Regions from separate parts of the Mus musculus genome. Here all the other regions are linked to region 2. Evidence: chromatin contacts called from public HiChIP or PLAC-seq and Micro-C data. All regions are on one chromosome and are shown on one strand. Each heading gives the region's core, a stretch centred on a gene start, on an enhancer-like site or on the middle of the called end of the contact. The rest is flanking DNA. Distances are from core to core; before and after follow the strand shown. Region 1 overlaps Etv6 (ets variant 6). Region 2 overlaps Mansc1 (MANSC domain containing 1). Region 3 overlaps Etv6 (ets variant 6).

Region 1 (2,700 bases), core at 29-2,528, 410 kb after region 2:
GAAACCAAGCAGTATGACAGTTGTTACACAAGATGCGTGCGTGCATGCGTGTGTGTGTGTGTGTGTGTGTGTATGTGTGTGTGTGTTTTGAAAGGGTAGGGTGGGAGGTGATGTCTCCGTGCTGTCACTACAGTTCATTGAACATCATCTATCTTGAATGTACGTCTAGACAAGCACTCACCGTCACCCGTGGCCCAGTCTCAGAGAAGGCCAAGCCCATGCTGTCAGTGGCCAAGGTCCCTTTGCTTTAAGGCAACCTTCTACTCTCTGCTACGTGCCTTTCCAGTCTGTTGGCAAATACTGTTGGCTCTGCCTTTATTCCGAATACAGATCCAACAGCTTCCTTCATTCCCGTTGCTTCCTTCCATCCTCGTCCCAGGCACTGTTGGCTCTCTCATAGACCCAAACTCGTCTCCCAGCTTCCATCAACGTCCCCCTGTAGTCTGTTCTCAGAAGAGCTGCAGAGAAGCCCCATGTGTAAAGGTACTGCTCCTCTATGTCACTCAGAGTTCACGTCCAAATGATTGCAGCCTGACATGCTCTGACCCCACCCCTCCTCCTGCCTGCCTCCTCCTGCCTGCCTCCCTCTGCTTTGGTTCTACTGATGCCCACACCAGACAGAGTCCTATCCCAGGGCCTTTGTACTGGCGACTCCTTTGGGACTCTCTCACTTCCTTTAAGCTCTTAACTTTCCATCCAAAACAGCCAGCCTGTATTCTCTGACTTCTCCTTCTCTTCTTGCATTAATTATTCCATTAATTTCTCTTTCTAGCAGTTCCACTGCTTGTCTTGTTTGGTTGGTTATTCACTGTGTGTGGAGTCAGTTAGATATCAGGTTTTTCCATCAGTCACTATCATTCTCCACCTTATTTAGAGACGAGGTCTTTCCTGCGCCTGACTGGCTGGTGAACCTTAGGGAATCTGTCTCTGCCTTCATGTTCTCTCTCATGCCTTCCCCGTCATGGGTGCTAGGGATATAAACTCAGATCCTCATGTTTGGATGCTGTACAGCAGGTACTTTGCCTACTGAGCCATCTCCTGAGCCTTGTCTTGTTTATTAGTCTTCGCCAGAATGTAGGCAGCCTCTGCTTTCCTCCCCGCTACACCTCCAATGCCTCAAGCAGTTTCTGACTCACTTCAGAGACTCAACAAATATTTCTGAATGAATGAGAAATTATCCCATACAAAGGAGGCAGGGTAGCACATTGGTCAGGAGTGAGGTCCTGAGCCAGGTGTTCTGGGGCTTAAATCTTGGCTCCTCAACCTGCTAGCGAGCTGCATGACCTTTGGCAAGGTACACGCTCACGTGGGCCTCAGTTCCCTCAATGATAAAATTGGGACAGTAACTGACCTTCATCAGGGAGCCATGGGATATGTATAAAGCTCTCAGAGCACAACAGAACCTGGCATGGATTGAGAACTTGAGACACAGTGGCCATTATTAAGAAGAGCCTTGTCTGCTGTCCTGAGTTTAGACTTTATCCTAAGGCTACGTGGAGTCACTGACGGATGTTAAAGGAGGGAGTAACATAATCAGATATTGTTTCAAAGGATCGTTCCAGATATGCAGGGGAGAATGAATCACATCAGGGCAAGGCTGCTACGAGGAGGAGAGCGAGCAGCTAAGAGGCTCCTGCAGAAACAGAGATGACAGACTTTGTTAACATGAACGGAAACAGAAGGAACGAAGAAGGGGTGGACTCAAGGTATCACAGTGGAAGAGGAGATGAAAGCAGAGCAGGAACTCAGTGGGAAGGAAGCAGCTGATGACAGAACCCAGGCTTCTAGAGTTTTCTATGCCAGGCCATGGGGACTGGGGGGAGGGATGTGGAAAGATTTGTCCTTTTTCTGTTGACATCCAGTAAAGAAGGCAGTCATATCAGTGTGTGTCCTTGCCTAGTCATAGACCTGAGTCATAGATACAGTCAGTTTTGGGTTGTCTCCATCATACTGATTGCCAACGCCATTATAATAGATGGGTTTCCCCCAAGAAAACATTTAGGGAGTGAGCTATATATAAAAGGTGTATTCAGAGCTAAAAGCTGGCCCAAGTTCTTACTAATTAGGTGACTTTACAGGAAGTCACTTATCTCCTTCCCTTCCTGGTCCTTACCAGGAAATAGGAATAATCTTGTCCATTCTGCTTCCTCTCCTGGCTAATGTGACGTCAGCCAAGATCAGGTGTGTGAATGCTCCCTAAGCCAGAGTGCTGCCATCATGCTTGTGATTTGGGTCTAAGGAGTACATCCAGGAGAAGGCTCTGGTAGGTAGAGAAGAAGATAGCAGGAGACAAGTCGGAGGAGAGTGGAGTTATACGTCAAGGCAGAGTAAACCGCAGGCAGGAGTCAGAGAGGAGCGTCAAGACAAAGAGGAACTGGGTATGCGTGCTCCATGCATCTAGCCTTTGGTGACTAGAATCAGCAGAGGACACAGCTACAACTATCTGAGGAGTGAGTGGGAAATGAGGAAAGCGGAAACATGCGGCTGTGTGAGATGGCAACGGGCACCGTGGAATCCAGACAGGTTTCTTGGACGATGGAGAGAGCTAGGTGCAAATGACAAGGCTGACTACAGAGGGAGAATGGGGTTAGGCAGCGGGGGAGTTCTGCTGTGGAGCAAGAACTCAGGAGAAGACCCTCTGGGTTCAGGTAGTGAAGCCCACTTGCACTGAGATAGAGGAGGCAGTAAGGTGAGCCAAGG
Region 2 (2,700 bases), core at 192-2,691:
TACAGAGTGTGTGGTGTGAGGAGGTAGGGAGTCCAGGTCACTCGTGCGTTTGACATCCAGAAGAGGAGGTAGGTTTTATTGTATATGGAGAAGGGAAATGCTGAGGGAAGTTTTGGGGTAGCCATGCTCCATGGTGTCTTTTAAAAAAATTCCTGTTACTATGTATGTGTGTGTGCGTGTGTGTGTGTGTGTGTGTGTGTGTGTGTGTGTGTGCACATGACCTGGCATGTGTGGAGGACAGAGAGAGCCTTATGGACTTGGACTTCTCTTTCCGCCTCTGTGTGCATTCTGGGTATCTTGCTCAGATCTCAGGTTGCCAGGTTTGCCATGTAGTCTAGCCTGGTCTTGACCTCAGAGAGCTCTGCCTACCTCTGTCTCTAGAGTGTTGAGACTCAGGCTGTGTGCTTCCAGTATGTCTTTAAGGAGACTTCTTAGAGCCCACCGGTGTCTCCTTTTAGAACTACTCTGAGGCCACAGGAGGTAGGAAAATGGAAAAACTGGTTCCTTGGGAAGTAAGATATAGGCAGAAGATGTCCAGGGAGATTAAAGGAGATAGAAGGAGGTAAGATTCCAAGGCTTGCTGGTAGCCAGGAAAATGGACACAAGGAGGCTGAGGTTTAGTTTTTGAATAGCACATCTGACAGGTGGGGCCACCATTTGCGAACTGGCTGATCTGAAGGACAGTAATGTTAGAGTCAGGAAGTAGAATAGAGTAAAGTGTTCCCCTTCTTGCCTGTTAAATTGAGGTACTTTGTGGGATGAACTGTCTGGAGCACCTGGGTGTGTGCTTTGTCTCCTGAGTGGGGGAGAAGGGATGCCTGAATTTTGTTCCAGAACCAGGGAAATCCAGTGTGCCAAACACTTCCTGAAATGGGTGCACAGAGCACAGATTGTTTGAATGATCTGCCATGGTGATATAAATTACAATTGAAGATTAACTTTCCCAATTTCCATAATATTTCTGTAGAGTTGATGGATTTATAGTGTATGAAAGAAGAAATACAAGATAAAGCTGCTGGCCAGTGGAGATGAGAGGAAAGGGAAGTGGGTCTGTGTAGGAACTTTGTAAGGATAAGAATAAGAAGGTAGATCTGGAATCAAGCTGTTCTGCTGGCAGCCACCAGGGGGCATCATGAGCACAGAGCAGGTTGAAGGATGGGTGGTTCTTGGCAGTGACACCCGATCCTGGTCACATGCGGAGGACAGTGTATTCATTCCTACAGGATGTATACAAGTTATGTTCTTAATTCAATTTATAAATCTATCGCGTTTGCGGGTTGAGTTCTTCCACTGATCATAAATTATCCTGTTTGAACTGAACTGAAATGTAAATATCTGTTCGGTGGTTTGTTTCTGAAGGAATTTTATTTCCTGTAACCAGCTGACTAATATTTACAGACTGACACTTTGAAAGATGACAGTGGACTCTGCTCGGGCTATAAACGCACTGCAGCTTCGCATTCATCTGTCTTTAATAGTTTTGCAATATATCTTTCTACCAAGCTCTGTAAGAATGGGAGAATTCAGAAATCCAATAAATTGGAAATCTATTTGCTTAGCTGGTTTCCAAGCAATAGCCTCTGGTTCTTTTTTTTTTTTTTTTTTTTTTTTTTTTAACTCAGCAAAATCCCTTGAAAAACGAAACTCTAAAGACGTTTAAGGCCCAGGGCTGTTTCCCAAGCCCCAGAGAGAAGCCCCGCCCAGTGCAAACAGCAGTGGGCGAGGTGGGAGGAGCAGGTGTGAAGGGTTCTGTGAGGTTCTAGGCTTTTTGCCAACATTTGTATCTTATCAGACCGGACTGGTGCTTGCTTTTTATTACAGCTGAGGTCACAGGTCTGAGAAAGCAAACAGCTGTTTCGGTCGTTCTTGTCAATGGATATAGCTAACTTACAGTATCAAACAGACCTCAGGTCAGTTAGCTAAATGGTCTTGCGCTCTCTCTCTCTCTCTCGTTTTTTATTTTAGAATAATATTTAAGTGTTTTATTATAACACTTTATTTATTTAGTGTGTGAGTGTGCAGAGCTGTGCTCACCATAGTGATAGTGATAGTGTAGAGGTCAGAGGACAACTTGTGGGAGTCCGTTCTCTCCTATCAGATCGGTCCAGGGGACTGAACTCAGGCCTTTCAGGCCAGGCTTGGCAGCCCTGCTGGGCCATCTAGCTGATGCCCCTCCCCCCTTTTAAAAATGAAACATGTTGAGGTATATTTGTTTCTTTTGTGTGCATCCTCCCTGGGGCCCATACATACTATAAGCTACACTCCCAGCCCTGAGTCCTCATTCTTACTAAATACCTTATGATACAGATGGTATGAATGTGACATCACCTGTAGTAGTTACACACACACATATACACATATATGAAGATACACACACATATGAAGTTACACACACACATATATACACATATATGAAGTTACACACACATATATACATATATATGTTGAGAAAGAGGAAAAAGGAATTGTCAGAGGAAAAAGGAAGCTCAAATATCCAGATTTTTGTGGGGGGGGGAAGTGAAGTGGTTTGAGACAGTCTATGTAAACCAGGCTGGCCTTGAACTCATTATGTAGCTGAGGGTGACTGTAAGTAAATTCTTGACCCTTCTACTTCCCAAGTGCTGGTATTAATGGCATCACTACAACACCCAGCCCCTACTTCCATTTTAGAATAGAGCGAGGTAGCCTAGAGCATATGTC
Region 3 (2,827 bases), core at 42-2,541, 360 kb after region 2:
TCTCAGTTCCATTCCCTGTAAAAGTCGCTTCTACTGAACTCACTCAGTCCTAAGAAAGGACTCCAACACAAACAGCCTGATGTTTATCCAGAGGACAATTTCCAAGACCTCTTTCTAATTTGCAAAGTAAAATTAAAACATGTTATATTTAAATAGACTTAACTTGTATTTAATCTGTATTTAAGCTGCTAATCATTAACTGAATTTTCCTATTAAATTAGTTTTCCCATATGGTTAAGACCAAGGGTAAATTGTTAGAGTTTATGTGATCTTTTATTTGCATGATTCATTAGTTTTTTTTCAGAGATGGGAAAAGAAGAGTTTATGAAAAATAATTTTTTAGTTGACTCGGAGAGACAAGCTCTTGGCCTTGTATCTCTACTAGGAACAGACAAGAACATGCGTGTCTTTATAGCTTCTTACGTCTGTGCCTGAATTTTCTCCACCTGGGCTTGTGTTTTGCTCTACACTGGTAAGCTTTTTCTTTACTCCCCAGATTCTGAGCATTATTTTTTATTTATTTATTTATTTATTTATTTATTTATTTATTTATTTATTTATTTATTTACTTACTTATTAAAAATGTTCATTTTAGGCTTGGAGAGATGGCTCAATGGTTAAGAGGACTGGCTGTTCCTCCAGAGGACCTGGGTTCAATTCCCAGCACCCACATGGCAGCTCACAACTGTCTGCAACTCCAGTTCCAGGGCATCTGATACACTCACACGGATGTACATGCAGGCAAAATACCAATGTACATAAAATAGAAGTAAATACATTATTAAAAAATATTTATGTTGAAGCAAGGTTTCATTCTGTAAAACAGGCTGGCCTTGGACCCACAGAGATGTGCCTGCTTCTGCCTCCCAAGTGCTGGGATTAAAGGCAGACTCCCCACACCCCATTCCTTAAGCATTCTTTTAAGCCCATCTGAAAGGCAGCCCTGACCTCCTGTGGTACTTAGTGGCAGTCCTAAGAGAGCTGTACACCATGCGCTTTGCTTTTATAGTTAACCTCAGCTCTTTCATGCCAAAGATTTGAGTCTTACGTTTTCGTGAACTCCCACCCTGCAAGAATACAGTGCAGACTCCTCTTAGGTGTCTGAACACCTAAATCCTCCTATACCCAAGCCAACCCCCCGTGAATGGCAAGGATCTGGGCTTGTGTTTTGCTCTACACTGGTAAGCAGTGTTTCTGTCCACACCCTCCAGCGGAGTTACTCATCAGTGTGACATTTGGTGGCACTTTCATTTCTTCCTGTGCTCAATTAAAGGGCTTCAAGGAACTACGTTTTCGCATCTAACAGCCTCTTTGCAGAGATTTAAAAGCATCTACGGCTGCTCACTAGACAGAACCTTACAGTGTAAACAGCAGTGACTCACAGAATTTGACCTTCAACAAACAGAATCACTTTTACTAAGATCTTAGGAGCCCAGAAAGACAGAGGGTTGGGGGAGGGAAGAGTAGAGGGTCCTCCAAAGGGGCCAAAGGAGTGTGGGGCTATGAATCACCTCCGCAGAGGGCTGTAGAATCAAGACTCACTGTTAGATTGTGGACTTGCAGAGCAGGAAGGGACCTGAACGACCACCCAACCTGACCATGACCCCAGCATTTCACCTCTGTAAAAAAGCAATGCTTGACAGTTAAATGGGCTCATCTGGAATTTGAGTGCATTAGGTAATGTATATATTTAGGGATTTTACAACATTTACAAAGATCATAAGAACATTAATATATATTTGTATGGGACTCAATCATCCCGTAGGAATGAATGCATTGTCCCCAGAAGATCTGACCCGGGTATAATCATCTAGAACACTCTGCCTTCTTAGAGGCAAGGAAAAGCACACACTAGCTCTCTCTAAGTGTTCTCAAGGCACCTGTGGAGACCGAGTCGTCACTGGACTGGCTGAACATTCCACCAGGCTTCCTGTATCTGTATGGCACCGGGTTACATAAAGACTCTTTCACACAAGTATAAAATGTGCTTGAGCAGTCGGCCATACCACGCGCCTCCCTTTTCTTTCCCTCCCCCTTCCTGCTCATTTCCTTTGTTACCCTACAGTTTCTTACATTTTTCATACCTGTACCTGTATGAGCTTGAGCATCTCCATAAAATCTAAGACCCACCAATGAGAGATAAATGTGCTAATTTGCCTTTGTGGGACCGACTAAAATTGCTCAATATGATATTTACCTCCAGTTGCATCTGAAGTGTTGAGCCTCCTCCATCTACTGCTGTTTTTGGGGTATATGGTTTTAAAAGTAGTGGTAGAATCGATGAAACAGATGTGCAACTTACAAGGGGAAGATAGTGCTGTATGTCTACATAATTCCTTCAGTCCTCCTCCCTCCTCTCCTCCTCCCTTTCCTTCTCCCTCTTCCTTCTCTCATGCAGGTTTTCTTTCTGGACCTATATGCTTATCTTAAGATTCTCAAGAAGTCTGCGGTGAAATGACAGTGGACATGGACGACCTTGACAAGGAAGGAAGGAAGCAAGCTATACCCTCAAGAGAAGCACTGCAGACAACAGCCGAGTGACACCAAACCCTCCTCTGACCTTGGGGAAAGCCTTGGTGTCTTCAGGGCTGGATCTCTCTTGTGGTTCCCCCTGTACAAATGACCCATGCACATTACAGGGATCCAACCTCAGAGGGCTGTCCTGAGAATTATAGGCAAGCAATAGGATCTGAAAACACTGCGTAGAGGAAGGACCCAGACGGTATGCAGCTAAGGACAATTCCATTGCTTAGAAGTTCCCACCCCATCCCGTTTCCTCTAGCTGTCTGAGGAAATCCAGATTTTTCTGTAAGGTTTTTTTTCCTTC

What was found. Hi-C and Micro-C count contacts between places; a contact is called where the count stands out from the background. HiChIP or PLAC-seq counts read pairs in DNA pulled down with a chosen protein or histone mark.
Region 1: a contact with region 2 is called in a Micro-C map of granulosa cells, with 2.1 times the contacts expected there. The contact joins two enhancer-like sites. A contact is called at or near these places in 1 of 484 Hi-C or Micro-C datasets (granulosa cells) and 1 of 115 datasets of contacts at active chromatin or transcription factors (pancreatic cancer cells).
Region 3: a contact with region 2 is called in a FOXA1 HiChIP or PLAC-seq map of pancreatic cancer cells. The contact joins two enhancer-like sites. A contact is called at or near these places in 1 of 39 promoter capture datasets (stem cell-derived epiblast-like cells), 10 of 484 Hi-C or Micro-C datasets (the N1E-115 cell line and embryonic stem cells), 5 of 115 datasets of contacts at active chromatin or transcription factors (embryonic stem cells and pancreatic cancer cells) and 1 of 9 other capture datasets (embryonic stem cells).

Annotation. Positions count from the first base shown.
Region 1 is chr6:134,205,014-134,207,713 of GRCm38.p6, reverse strand. All of the region lies in intron 2 of Etv6 (ets variant 6), which reads right to left. Among named protein-coding and RNA genes, the nearest start is that of Gm38908, 17 kb to the left of the region's middle. Within about 2 kb of position 1,278, at least 66 of the 459 cell types and tissues checked have an H3K27ac peak or open chromatin away from gene starts, as enhancers often do. A contact at or near this core is called in granulosa cells and pancreatic cancer cells, where this site is marked.
Region 2 is chr6:134,613,917-134,616,616 of GRCm38.p6, reverse strand. The region is part of intron 3 of Mansc1 (MANSC domain containing 1); the gene reads left to right. Among named protein-coding and RNA genes, the nearest start is that of Gm38910, 7.3 kb to the right of the region's middle. Within about 2 kb of position 1,441, at least 70 of the 459 cell types and tissues checked have an H3K27ac peak or open chromatin away from gene starts, as enhancers often do. A contact at or near this core is called in granulosa cells and pancreatic cancer cells, where this site is marked.
Region 3 is chr6:134,250,660-134,253,486 of GRCm38.p6, reverse strand. The region is part of intron 5 of Etv6 (ets variant 6); the gene reads right to left. Among named protein-coding and RNA genes, the nearest start is that of Gm17089, 3.3 kb to the right of the region's middle. Within about 2 kb of position 1,291, at least 32 of the 459 cell types and tissues checked have an H3K27ac peak or open chromatin away from gene starts, as enhancers often do. A contact at or near this core is called in pancreatic cancer cells, where this site is marked.